Linked DNA regions of Mus musculus: all the other regions are linked to region 2. The links are chromatin contacts, called in public Hi-C and HiChIP or PLAC-seq maps. All regions are on one chromosome and are shown on one strand. The core of a region is the stretch at or near the end of the contact, and the rest is flanking DNA. Distances in the headings are between cores, read along the strand shown. Region 1 overlaps Rad51b (RAD51 paralog B). Region 2 overlaps Gm51985 (a long non-coding RNA gene). Region 3 overlaps Rad51b (RAD51 paralog B).

Evidence for each region. HiChIP or PLAC-seq counts read pairs in DNA pulled down with a chosen protein or histone mark. Hi-C and Micro-C count contacts between places; a contact is called where the count stands out from the background.
Region 1: a contact with region 2 is called in a Hi-C map of embryonic fibroblasts, with 4 times the contacts expected there. The contact joins two enhancer-like sites. A contact is called at or near these places in 4 of 484 Hi-C or Micro-C datasets (the N1E-115 cell line, bone marrow-derived dendritic cells, bone marrow-derived macrophages and 1 more) and 4 of 115 datasets of contacts at active chromatin or transcription factors (bone marrow-derived dendritic cells, embryonic basal ganglia, embryonic stem cells and 1 more).
Region 3: a CTCF HiChIP or PLAC-seq map of the NIH/3T3 cell line shows a contact between it and region 2, with 5 read pairs. The contact joins two enhancer-like sites.

The regions. Positions count from the first base shown.
Region 1 is chr12:79,648,152-79,651,483 of GRCm38.p6, forward strand. The region is part of intron 7 of Rad51b (RAD51 paralog B); the gene reads left to right. Among named protein-coding and RNA genes, the nearest start is that of Gm36048, 150 kb to the right of the region's middle. Within about 2 kb of position 1,395, at least 43 of the 459 cell types and tissues checked have an H3K27ac peak or open chromatin away from gene starts, as enhancers often do. A contact at or near this core is called in embryonic fibroblasts, where this site is marked.
Region 2 is chr12:79,927,327-79,930,653 of GRCm38.p6, forward strand. All of the region lies in intron 1 of Gm51985 (a long non-coding RNA gene), which reads left to right. The region is part of intron 2 of 9430078K24Rik (RIKEN cDNA 9430078K24 gene); the gene reads right to left. Among named protein-coding and RNA genes, the nearest start is that of 9430078K24Rik, 7.3 kb to the right of the region's middle. Within about 2 kb of position 1,950, at least 87 of the 459 cell types and tissues checked have an H3K27ac peak or open chromatin away from gene starts, as enhancers often do. A contact at or near this core is called in the NIH/3T3 cell line and embryonic fibroblasts, where this site is marked.
Region 3 is chr12:79,557,520-79,560,967 of GRCm38.p6, forward strand. The region is part of intron 7 of Rad51b (RAD51 paralog B); the gene reads left to right. Among named protein-coding and RNA genes, the nearest start is that of Gm36048, 240 kb to the right of the region's middle. Within about 2 kb of position 2,077, at least 49 of the 459 cell types and tissues checked have an H3K27ac peak or open chromatin away from gene starts, as enhancers often do. A contact at or near this core is called in the NIH/3T3 cell line, where this site is marked.

The sequences.
Region 1 (3,332 bases), core at 145-2,644, 280 kb before region 2:
TTCCCAGAATTGCTCAGCAGATTCGTGCCAGAGCCAAAACGAAATATAGGCAGGCTGCTGGAATCCCACAGGCGTGTTTTCTTCTGGTCAAATTGGAGCTTGGTGTTTTATGACAAATATTTAAAAAAAAGAAAAGCCTTGACAACGTTCACATTTTCCCAGATAGCCATTGTCCTACATTCAGTCCCTCACAATGGAAATAGCAGACTGGCATCCCAAAGCCTTATCGGTTCTTTATTGTAGAGCTGATAGTTGATATTCTCTGAGCTGAAGAGGGACATGATCTCTCTCTATTTCTCTCTCTCTCTCTCTCTCTCTCTCTCTTTTCATCATGGAATGATTTATAATTTTCCAGAGCTTGGCAAAACTAAACCAGTGAATAGTAAAACCAGATTTGTTTTCGTGATACTCAAATTCCAGAATATTTAGTCTGACTTTCCCTCACAACAAATGCTGGATATCTCTTTCCAAAGATGGAAGCGGGTAGGAAGACAGTGGGAGGAATGGGGGCCCATGCCTGGGAGCACAGCCCTTTGGACCTGATGGTGAGCCTACCCTGTTTTTAATCCATTTCTCTACACACACACACACACACACACACACACACACACACACACGGGGTGGGGGGAGGGAGGGAGGGGGAGAGAGAGAGAGAGAGAGAGAGAGAGAGAGAGAGAGAGAGAGAGAGAGAACTCTTTCCTTTGCTTGCTCTCTTTTTTCTGTTTGCCTCGCCCAGGGGCTCTCTGGGAGCAGGAGGGTTGGCCAGACACTGTCATGGTCGGGAAGCAAGAGTAGAGCATGCTGAAAAATCACTCCAGGACATTTCTCAAGCCTTGGCGATGAAAGGGCTCAATGAACCTGAACAATTTCTCACAGGAAAGTTCCGGCCTCTGTCTCCTTAAGAGCAAGGCATTCTACAAGCTTTAACAGATCTGGGATCAAAATTCAGACTGTCTGACTCACCCAAGGCTTTGTTTGGATAAAAAGACCAAGTCACTGTCATCTCTGCAATTAGGATGCTTTAAGGTACAAAAAGTAATATTTTAAAAAATGTTCCTGGAGCAGATAGACTATTCTCAGTACAAAAAGAATGATTATGCCTTTGGAGCCCAGGAAAGGCAGTGACTCATCACTGTGCTTATACCTGGCTGGCAGTGAGTAGAGTTGATACTGGAATTCTGGTCAAGCTGTCTCTCCCACTGGCCCTGTTCTTCAGTGGGCTGCCTATTTACAATCACAGCGCCTAGCCCTCCTGGCTAGTTAAGGCGATTTTGAAACTTCACTGATTCTGTGGAGCAGGCTATGCTCATTTTCTGCCAGAGGGTGGGCACAGGAGACAGTGGTGTTCTGGGCAAAGAACTCCTTGAGATGCCTGACGTCATGTGATGGTTTCTCTTTCCTGTCTACCCTTTGAACTCTGTTGCAAATAGTTCCATGAAGAGTTTAGTTTCAGAAATGACCAGTCCAATGTATCAGAAAACTTGACACAATTTATGTAGACTCTTTTTCATGCTTGTCTTTCCAGAAACTGTAGCTGTTTGCCCATGTAGCTCAGAGTTATTTATTAGTATGACTGGTGGCTTGTTATCCAGTGACTTGGGACAGTTTTATAGTACATGTCTGGACATGAGATCCCATAGTTCATGACTAATAGATTGAATTCTCTAAGCCAGCACTTCAAGGCATAAAGAAGTCACCTGCTAAATAGACCTGGGCTCAGAGACCCTCTCTCCTCTTCCTACTGTTACTTTAGGAAGGAAGAGAATCAAGAAAACCTGCATGCTCCTCCTGTTATCTGGGCTATTGAACTCAAGCAGGTGACTGCTTCACTCAGTGGAAAATAGATGATAAAATCTGTCTCTAACATGCCCACACACAGAATGAATGATAGCATTTCTCATATTCATGATGTCTTTTTTTTTTTAGTCTAACTTGTTTGAACACACCATGTGGAAACCTACTATTTTATAAGCTTTGTGTTGGGGGGGGAGAGAGAGAGAGAGAGACAGAGAGAGAGAGAGAGAGAGAGAGAGAGAGAGAGAGAGAGAGAGAGAGAGAGATTGAAGTTCATGTTACAGAGGATTATGCTCATCCCAGAAGACAAACAAAAATCCCAGTGCAAGATATGGGATTCCCTCACCTCAAGTTGTTGATCAGAGGTATCCTAGAGACTCCAAACAACACAAGTTATTGTCATTGTTCCTAGTTGCCTACTAGAACTTGATGGTAAGACCCTGTTGGTTAAGGCATTGTTCATAAGATGTGGAAAAATCAAGTTAGTACTGACCAGGAAGCTTACTTTGCTGGGTAGCTTTCATAGTACTGTAAGGGGCTATGCAGGCCACTGAGGTAAAAAAAAGTCATCAACCGAGTTACCTAGATATGACCCTGGGAATCCTGGGAACTGCAAACAGTCACCCTCATGGTCAGATATGCCCATGATTGCGGGATGAATGTTATAGGATGACCCAAATTTCTGATTGGATTTAAAGCCCGGTCCACAGAAGGAAACACATACCAGGTAAATTTGGCTAAGAACCCATGATGGGGTGCTCACAGGCCCCATGGTTGAGCTTACTCCTATTCATTCACTAAATGGACACTAACTGCACTCTAAACTCACATCTCCCTCCCTGTAGGTTAGTGCCACCCTGAGACTCCTTAGAAAAAGTTTCCCTAAACACTGGATGGTGGTGGTTAATACAGAAACTCACAGCTGGTCAAAGTGTGGAGAGTAAGTGTCAGGGGTGCTCACCCACAAATGAGGTGTCTGTCTATATCACACTCCCTCCTCAGGGTTTACAGATCACTGAAGGAGGGGACACAGAAGGTTTGTAAGAATCAGAGGTCAGGGAAGACGAAAATGAAGTAGTGTCTTCTGAACATTCAAGGATGGCTGTGCTTACAAGCTCTCAGCAGCTGTAGTTGCCTGTGCAAGATTTATAAGTGTCATGCCAGTCAGCACTGTAGCACAGAGAGAGGGGGATTCACAAGCCCCTACCCCTACCCGAGCGCTATGGACAACTGATATGGAAGAAAGAGAGTCATTTTTTCTTTAAGAGGGTTGTCACTAGATGTCCCCTTGCTCCAGTGGATGGCCCCATACCCAGGCATATACAGCCAGCACAAATTGGAGTCAGTTATTTTTTTAAAAAAACGTTAAAAAGAGGACACAAACTTGGAGGGGTTGAGAAGTGGGGGTGGGTCAGGGAGGGGTGTGTTAGAATCATATAAAAATCTTAAAGAATTAAGAAATATTTAATTGACTTAAGTTACTAGTTTGCTGACCATTAAGATTTCTTCTGCTGCTAAACAAGATCAGATATTACATT
Region 2 (3,327 bases), core at 700-3,199:
AAATCATATCAAAGTCTTATCCGAGCCCCCAGGGTGCAGCTGTCTCCTGTCATGGCCTTCTGATCCTCACTGAAGAGGTCCCTGCTGGCATCTGTGACTCAGTCCCAGTGTTGGGGTTTAACAGGCAGCCAAGTGAGACCATGTGGGACCAACTGCATGCTGTGGGCTCCTTGGTCCATCCTAGATCCTGGTGGGAAAGCTTTACTCCAGAGAAAGAGTGACACCAACCCAAATGGCTGTCAGAGTGGAGTGTTAAAGAAGATGGTAGGGTCCTGGAGTCTGCCTCCTGCTTGTTCCATGAAGAACCACAGACCCCACTGGATCAGGGAGTGAGCTTGCAGGGGCCCACTAGGTACCATAACACACATCACAGTCTGTGATACAGTGGTACTCAGAAAAGAGCCTTACAGATTTTGGTTCCAGTTTTGCACTTGGCAATATGTGGCAGAAGGAGAAGTGAGCCCTCTGCCTGCAGCTCCCTCTCTTTAGGGTAGGTGTGATACTACCTACCCCGTGGGGTTGATGGAGGCAGGGGACCCACACCGGCAGGCCCCAACCTCATGAATGATAGCATCCCAGAATTGTTCAAGGACCATTAATAGTAGTAGCCTTTCCTACCCTGATGTTGGGGTTTCAGCTTTTCCTCTAGCTGTCACATTTGTGTGCTGTCTGTGAGTATTATTAGCCCCCTAGTCATGAACCCTGTTTCCAACTGTACCCATGTATACTTTCATCTCAATGTGAAATATGGGTCCCAGGGAGCTGTCTAATGTAGACAACATAGCTATGTCGATGAAAGTTCCAGGCCTGGCCAGCCTGAAGGGGAAGCTCCTAGAAGAGAAATCAAATCTAGCCTTCCCAATGGAGTCTTCCAGAACCTTCCCCACTTCCCACAAGCAAGTAAAGTGGGGTCTGGTTTTCATCTCGTTCACTACCTGTGTTTCCTTGAGAGACAGCAGGATGTTGTTGCCATGACAGTGGTGTGTATGTGGAGCTGGGGGGAGGGTGGGGGGGCTTGGTAGTTTCCCTGAGGAGGTGGCATGCTCTGTGGCTGTGGTTCCATCTGTACACCTAGGCAGATGATATGGAGCATAGAGATAGATGAATGAGCCACAGGGGATGGGAGGTGGGGGGGACGGACTCTCGAGGTTTGCATGAATGCTGGGCTGATTGAGCACAGCTGTTCCCTCGGCAGTGCTTGGCTGCTGCTGCTTTTCACATTCATTTCATGGGAGGACAGAGAGGCAGCTCCTTGGATGGTTCTTGGAGTGTATGACTGGGAGACCTGGGAGTCCCTTAACAGTGTCTGGCCTCAGTTTTCTTCTGGAATGTAGTATTCATACAAGAACCTTCCTGAAGACCGATACATATATATATATATAATTTCCCCCCAACAGCAATGGCACATTTGCCAGAGGGTTAAATGAGGTGCTACTTAGCAGGAATGTGGCACAGAGAGTATTATCTGGTTGAGAGATGGGACCTGCCATTTTGGTAACTGTCAAAATGGGCAAGCCTGAGATAGTTGGCTCAAGCTGAAGGCACAAATAAGAGAAGGTGCTACAATTTGCAAAAATTAAACAGAGCCCCCAGCTCCTGAGATCAGCAGCTCCTCCCTTCCCCCTCCTTCAGCTGCAGAAGTTTAGACATGTGGTTCCCCAGGCTGCCCCAGTAAGCTAAAGCTTTAAATAAATACACACTCCAAACTGCCGTGCCATCTCTGCCCCCTGGCTGCCCCAGGCTCCTCCCTCTTCTTTCCTCTCTTGCCAGGAGCCAGGCCAGGTGGAGCTCTGGAGAAGGTATCCCTTCTGCTTGCACGTATGCTGTCCCAGGGGCCTGCGCAGGACACAAGGGGCATCCTGATCCAGTGCAGACTCTCCTCTTCCTGGGTTTGTTAGGAGCCTGACCGGCCCTGAGTCTTATGACTTCAACAGATGTTTCTGCTTAAGGAGTCCTGGCATCTTTACGGCCTGTTTTTTCCATTCTTGCCTCTCTTCCTCTGTCCCAGCGGCTCTGAACACAATTTAGACTTCATTTTCTTTCTAATGGTTACAGGGATAGAAAAGGCTAGGTTTGGGTTTAGGTTTTTTGCTGCTGTTGTTGTTGTTTCTTCTTCTTTTTCTTAACTTTTTTTTCTTAGCTCTTCTACACACACACACACACACACACACACACAGACAGACACACACACAGAGAGAGAGAGACTTCCATAGGTCTATGTTCCCAGTGTATGTTACTATCGAAGCAACATTGTTACATTGTGTTTCAAAGTCTCCTTTCCCATCTACCCATGCCTCGTATTCTTTGCTGTCCATCCCACCTAGATTACCGCAGGACTGATTGGAGTGTCCACTCTGATGTTGGTTCTGAAGGTTTGTAACCATCCCGGCCTAATGCCTGTCTTCCAATAAAGCATAAGGAGCCTCGCTACTGTCTATCAGAGTCTGGGGAGGCTTCTGCAGGTCAACAAGACTGACAGTTCCCCCCAAACTCTGTCTAGCTAGCCTACCTCTCTGGGCTCAAGGGGGGTGGGGGTGGGGGGCGGAGTTGACAGTTGTTACAAATGGAACCAGTTTTCCATGGGCAGGTTGCAGGCTTGCAACCAGCCCAACCACTCTTCAGATCACACCTGTAATTCCCTCTCACCTGCTGGCATGACTGGATGTTCCCAGTCACTTCCCCTGCAGGGCTTAGAGTGACCTATCCCAGGACCTCGGCTCATGATTTGTGTACGCCCCGGGCTGAGAGCTGTTCATTACCTGCCGAGACTGACAAGCAGACCAGAATTTCTCGTCTGGGCTCCCACAAGAGTCTAAGCAGTTCTTCCTGGAGTCCTAAATGTTGACTCACCTGGGTACTTAGCTGGGGTTAGACCTGTGTTTTACTGTATCCTTTGTTTAAGACTCACATTCTAGAATACTATAGTGTGGAGCTAGCTGCCCCAGGCTGTCCACTCCACCTTGAAGCTGACTATGAGGGCAGAAGTGGGACAAAAATCTTTTGGATATCCATCTTCAATGCCTTTTCCACAGAGAGCCTTCCCTGATGGCTAGGCCAAGCCCTGTGAAGTGTTCATTAGGTGACAACCCCCACCCGAAGAGGCTACCCTCCTGTCTCGCTCTTTCCCATGATACCACCACACTCATTTTTCTCGTGGCCTTCTCCCCCCTCCCCTTCCTATTTAAACACAGCACAACTCTGATTCTCGCTTGCCCAGGCTTTGGAGACAGAACTGTATCATCTTCTCCTTTTGAGTCTGTTTGGTGAAGGCAGACACTGCAAAATGGGTCAGATTCCCAATAGCATGATGTCGCACATAGGGATAGT
Region 3 (3,448 bases), core at 827-3,326, 370 kb before region 2:
CCTGTGATAAGAAAGTAAGTACTAAGTGATATTTCTTTATCACCCAGAAAGAGAAAAGCCAGGCTCTGCCTTCAGTGTTCATCCCATAAGGACATAGGAAAGATACTAACTAGAGAACACTCTCTAAGGAAGGAATGATGGAAGTCCCTTTCATCTTGTTATCTGTGGTGTCTTTTGAAAGCCTAAGTCATATTCAGAAGTAATTTCTCAAACTCAGAGAACACTTAGATCGCTTTGGTCTTTGCCTGTAAATCAGTGGTTGATACTTTTGTGTGTGTGTTCTCCTTTAGAGTTTTGCCCTCACTAGAGGGCAGAGAAAGAGTTGATTTCATTAATCACCAAGAGCTGTTTACCACTATAATCTAGAGGGCACTTGCTCATGGCAGGGAATAAAATTACCTTGGTTGTGTAATCGTGGTTCACTGAGACTGGCCCCAAGTGTTTGGGAATTATTCAAGAGCTGTCTGAAACTAATCACTTAGCTAGTTTTCTCAGTGTTCTCTTTAAATTCACCTGTACACCTTCCAGTCGCATTGACAGAAGTGGAGGTTCCAGAAATTGCAACATTACTGACTTCCAGCCATGTGACATAGGATTTCAGACACCCAGTTAAATTTTAAGCCAGACATTTCTCTTCAATTCGGGTCACCTACAGGCCAGACAAGCCAAGGTCATATGTTGAATGAATGTATGAGTTCTGCTGGTTCCCGAAACTCTCCCGTTGTTCATAGCTTGAAATACTATGCCATGGTTAATCATAAGTGTCAGCTGCTGTGTCCTTTTATTTATTAACCTTAACCAGGAGGACCCAGCAAGAATCAGTGCTCACGTGGAGCCTTTCATGGTATCTTTTTGGACACTTCTTCCTCTGTCATTGTCTCTGAAAGTAACATTTTCTGTGCTGTAATTGAGTGACCAATCTGTAAGGCTATGTCTCTCTCCCTGATCTCTGTTTTATAGATATATAGTTTTGTAAGAATTAAAAATAAAAGATTTGTCTTTGATCAAAGAGGCTATAATCAGAAGTTTAGATCGGAACATTTTGTGAATGAATATCAGAGGAGAGCTTTTACTCAGATAACTTAGGGGCAGCTTATATTTTCACATTTATATATTTTCAGCTTCATAACAAAAATCATGTTCAGTTCCTTTTTTTTAGTCACTCAGAATTTTTCTAAACTTTAAGGTTACCTTTTTATTGTTGTTATTATTATTATTACTATTTTGGTTTTGGGTTTTTGAAACAGGGTTTCTTTGTGTAGCCCTAGCTTTCCTGGAACTAGCTTTGTAGACCAGGCTGGCCTTGAACTCACTGTGACCTTCCTGCTTCTGCCTTTCTCATGCTGGGATTACAGGCTTGTGTTCCCACTGCCTGGCTTGGGGTTAACTCTGTTGTGGTTTTCATTCATGTGGGCTTTCACTCAGTAATCTCAGTTCCATCCACACAGGCTCCATTGGGTCACCTGAACATGACGTGCTTCTGCCTGTCTTGCCTGGTTATATAATGCTGTTCCCTCAGCCTTCCGTTCTTCCCTCATCTCCTTCAGGACAGCATTCCTGCGCTTCTTCCATTCTTACATTTCCCTTGGCCTTGCACTTGGGTGTCAGTGCTGTTCTGTGCACTGCTTTATTTGACCTATTCAGGAAGTACTCCATACTACCTTATATTTTAATCTGTTTTTGTTGTTGTTGTTGTTCCAGTTTCCTCAGCAACAAGGGGCATCCATACAGAGGACCAAGGCCATATTTTCTAAGCAGCATCCAAATGGTTTGCTTGGCGCAAAACTGCATATTTCTCTTGTTTCTTCATCAATAGATGAGAAACATTCGTATTTGGTTTCTCAGAAGTGCTCTGAGGAAAAGCTAAGAGACTGACAGTGAACTTGGAATTCTCTTAAAAGTAGTTACTATTTCTTTCAGAAGTATTACCACAAGTGTTCAGTGACGGCTGTATGACACAGCAACCTGACTTTTCTACAATATCTAAAAGTTAAAATGGACAATCAACCACAGTAAAAGGTGATATGCTTACCCTTTGCCTGCAGTCTGTTTAACCAAGCCAAGATGAAGCAAGAGTGCTGGGAAATGAGCTGTTCTGAGTAACGTATTTGTTTAGGCTGCTTCTTAACCTCTGCTTCCTCTCCATGGTATCTACCTTTTTCAATGCTCTTTTTGTGTAGGATGGCATGTTAGCTGTTAGAATAATAGAGATCATACCCACCGCGCCAGCACTAGTCTGTCCCAGTCTGATCACACTCACTTGACTGCTTACCAGCAGGAGCTCAAGGGTAAGTAGCAATGGGGCATTAAACAAACAAGCCAGCTAAGAGGGCTGTCTAGGCCCAAGGACCAGAGTTTCTGGATTTGTTTAAAGAATTAAGCTCATGCATTGCACTTTCTCCCTTTGCAGCACAGATAGAAATCTTTGCTGGGGGAACATTTCAGGATCCCAGCTGTGAGTATAACTTACAATGGAAAATGTTTTTCAGTTTGGAAAGAGGCACTTACACTTCTGTAATGGAAGACAAAGATAACAAGGGAGAAAATATGTTCAGGATTGTCATGGCTTGATGAAGAGAGCAGTCTAATGTTATTGTTAGTCCTTGAAATTAGGGCATCTCTGTTTGCATCTTCCTGTTAGATTGGTTAAGAAGTATACAGTATCCACCGTGTTGAGGACTGTTCAGCATTATGGACATTACAGTAATAGGAGAAGACATGGTTACTGCCCTTGAGGGAGTGAACATTGAATAGGTGACTGATATAGATTAGGATCAGCAACAGAATGATGTAAGTCAGGTGTAATCAAAGAGCCCCAGACAAACTACAGACCAGAAAGTAAGGAATAGATTACCATGGTCTCTGCAGTTACGTCGTAGCTTTAAGTTTCTTGGATATCCTCCACATATCATATCTTTTCTCTTAAGCAAGACTGTATGTGCCCTTTACCAAGGAAAGTGTTTACAATCGCAAACTTATGACTTTGAGTCTCTTGCAAAACTGTAAGAAGCGAGCGAATGGGAGCCAACAGTGTGACAAAGAGGATTGTGGTGCACCAGTGCTTCATAGCAAAGGAGGCACAATGCTTGGTCGTGAGACTGTAATAGAGACGATGCCCTTTTTCAGCTTTGTAAAATGTGACTTTTGGTTATAACTTCAAAGGAAAAAGGACTATTCTAACTTGATTACTTTCCTTAATTTAAAAAATATAGAACACTTCATTTCCCTCTCAGTCTCAGTATGTTTTCATTTTAATTTGCCCCACTTATTAGTTTATTCAGCACATAATTATTTTTGGCAGGCTTATATCCCATGTGCCCTGTGGGTATAAGGTTGGGGTCCTGGACAAAGCTGGAACAACTAAAGGGTAAAGCGAGAGCCTACAATTTTAACTTGTTAAGATTGTGTGTGTGTGCGTGTGTGTGTGTGTGTGTGTGTGTGTGTGTGT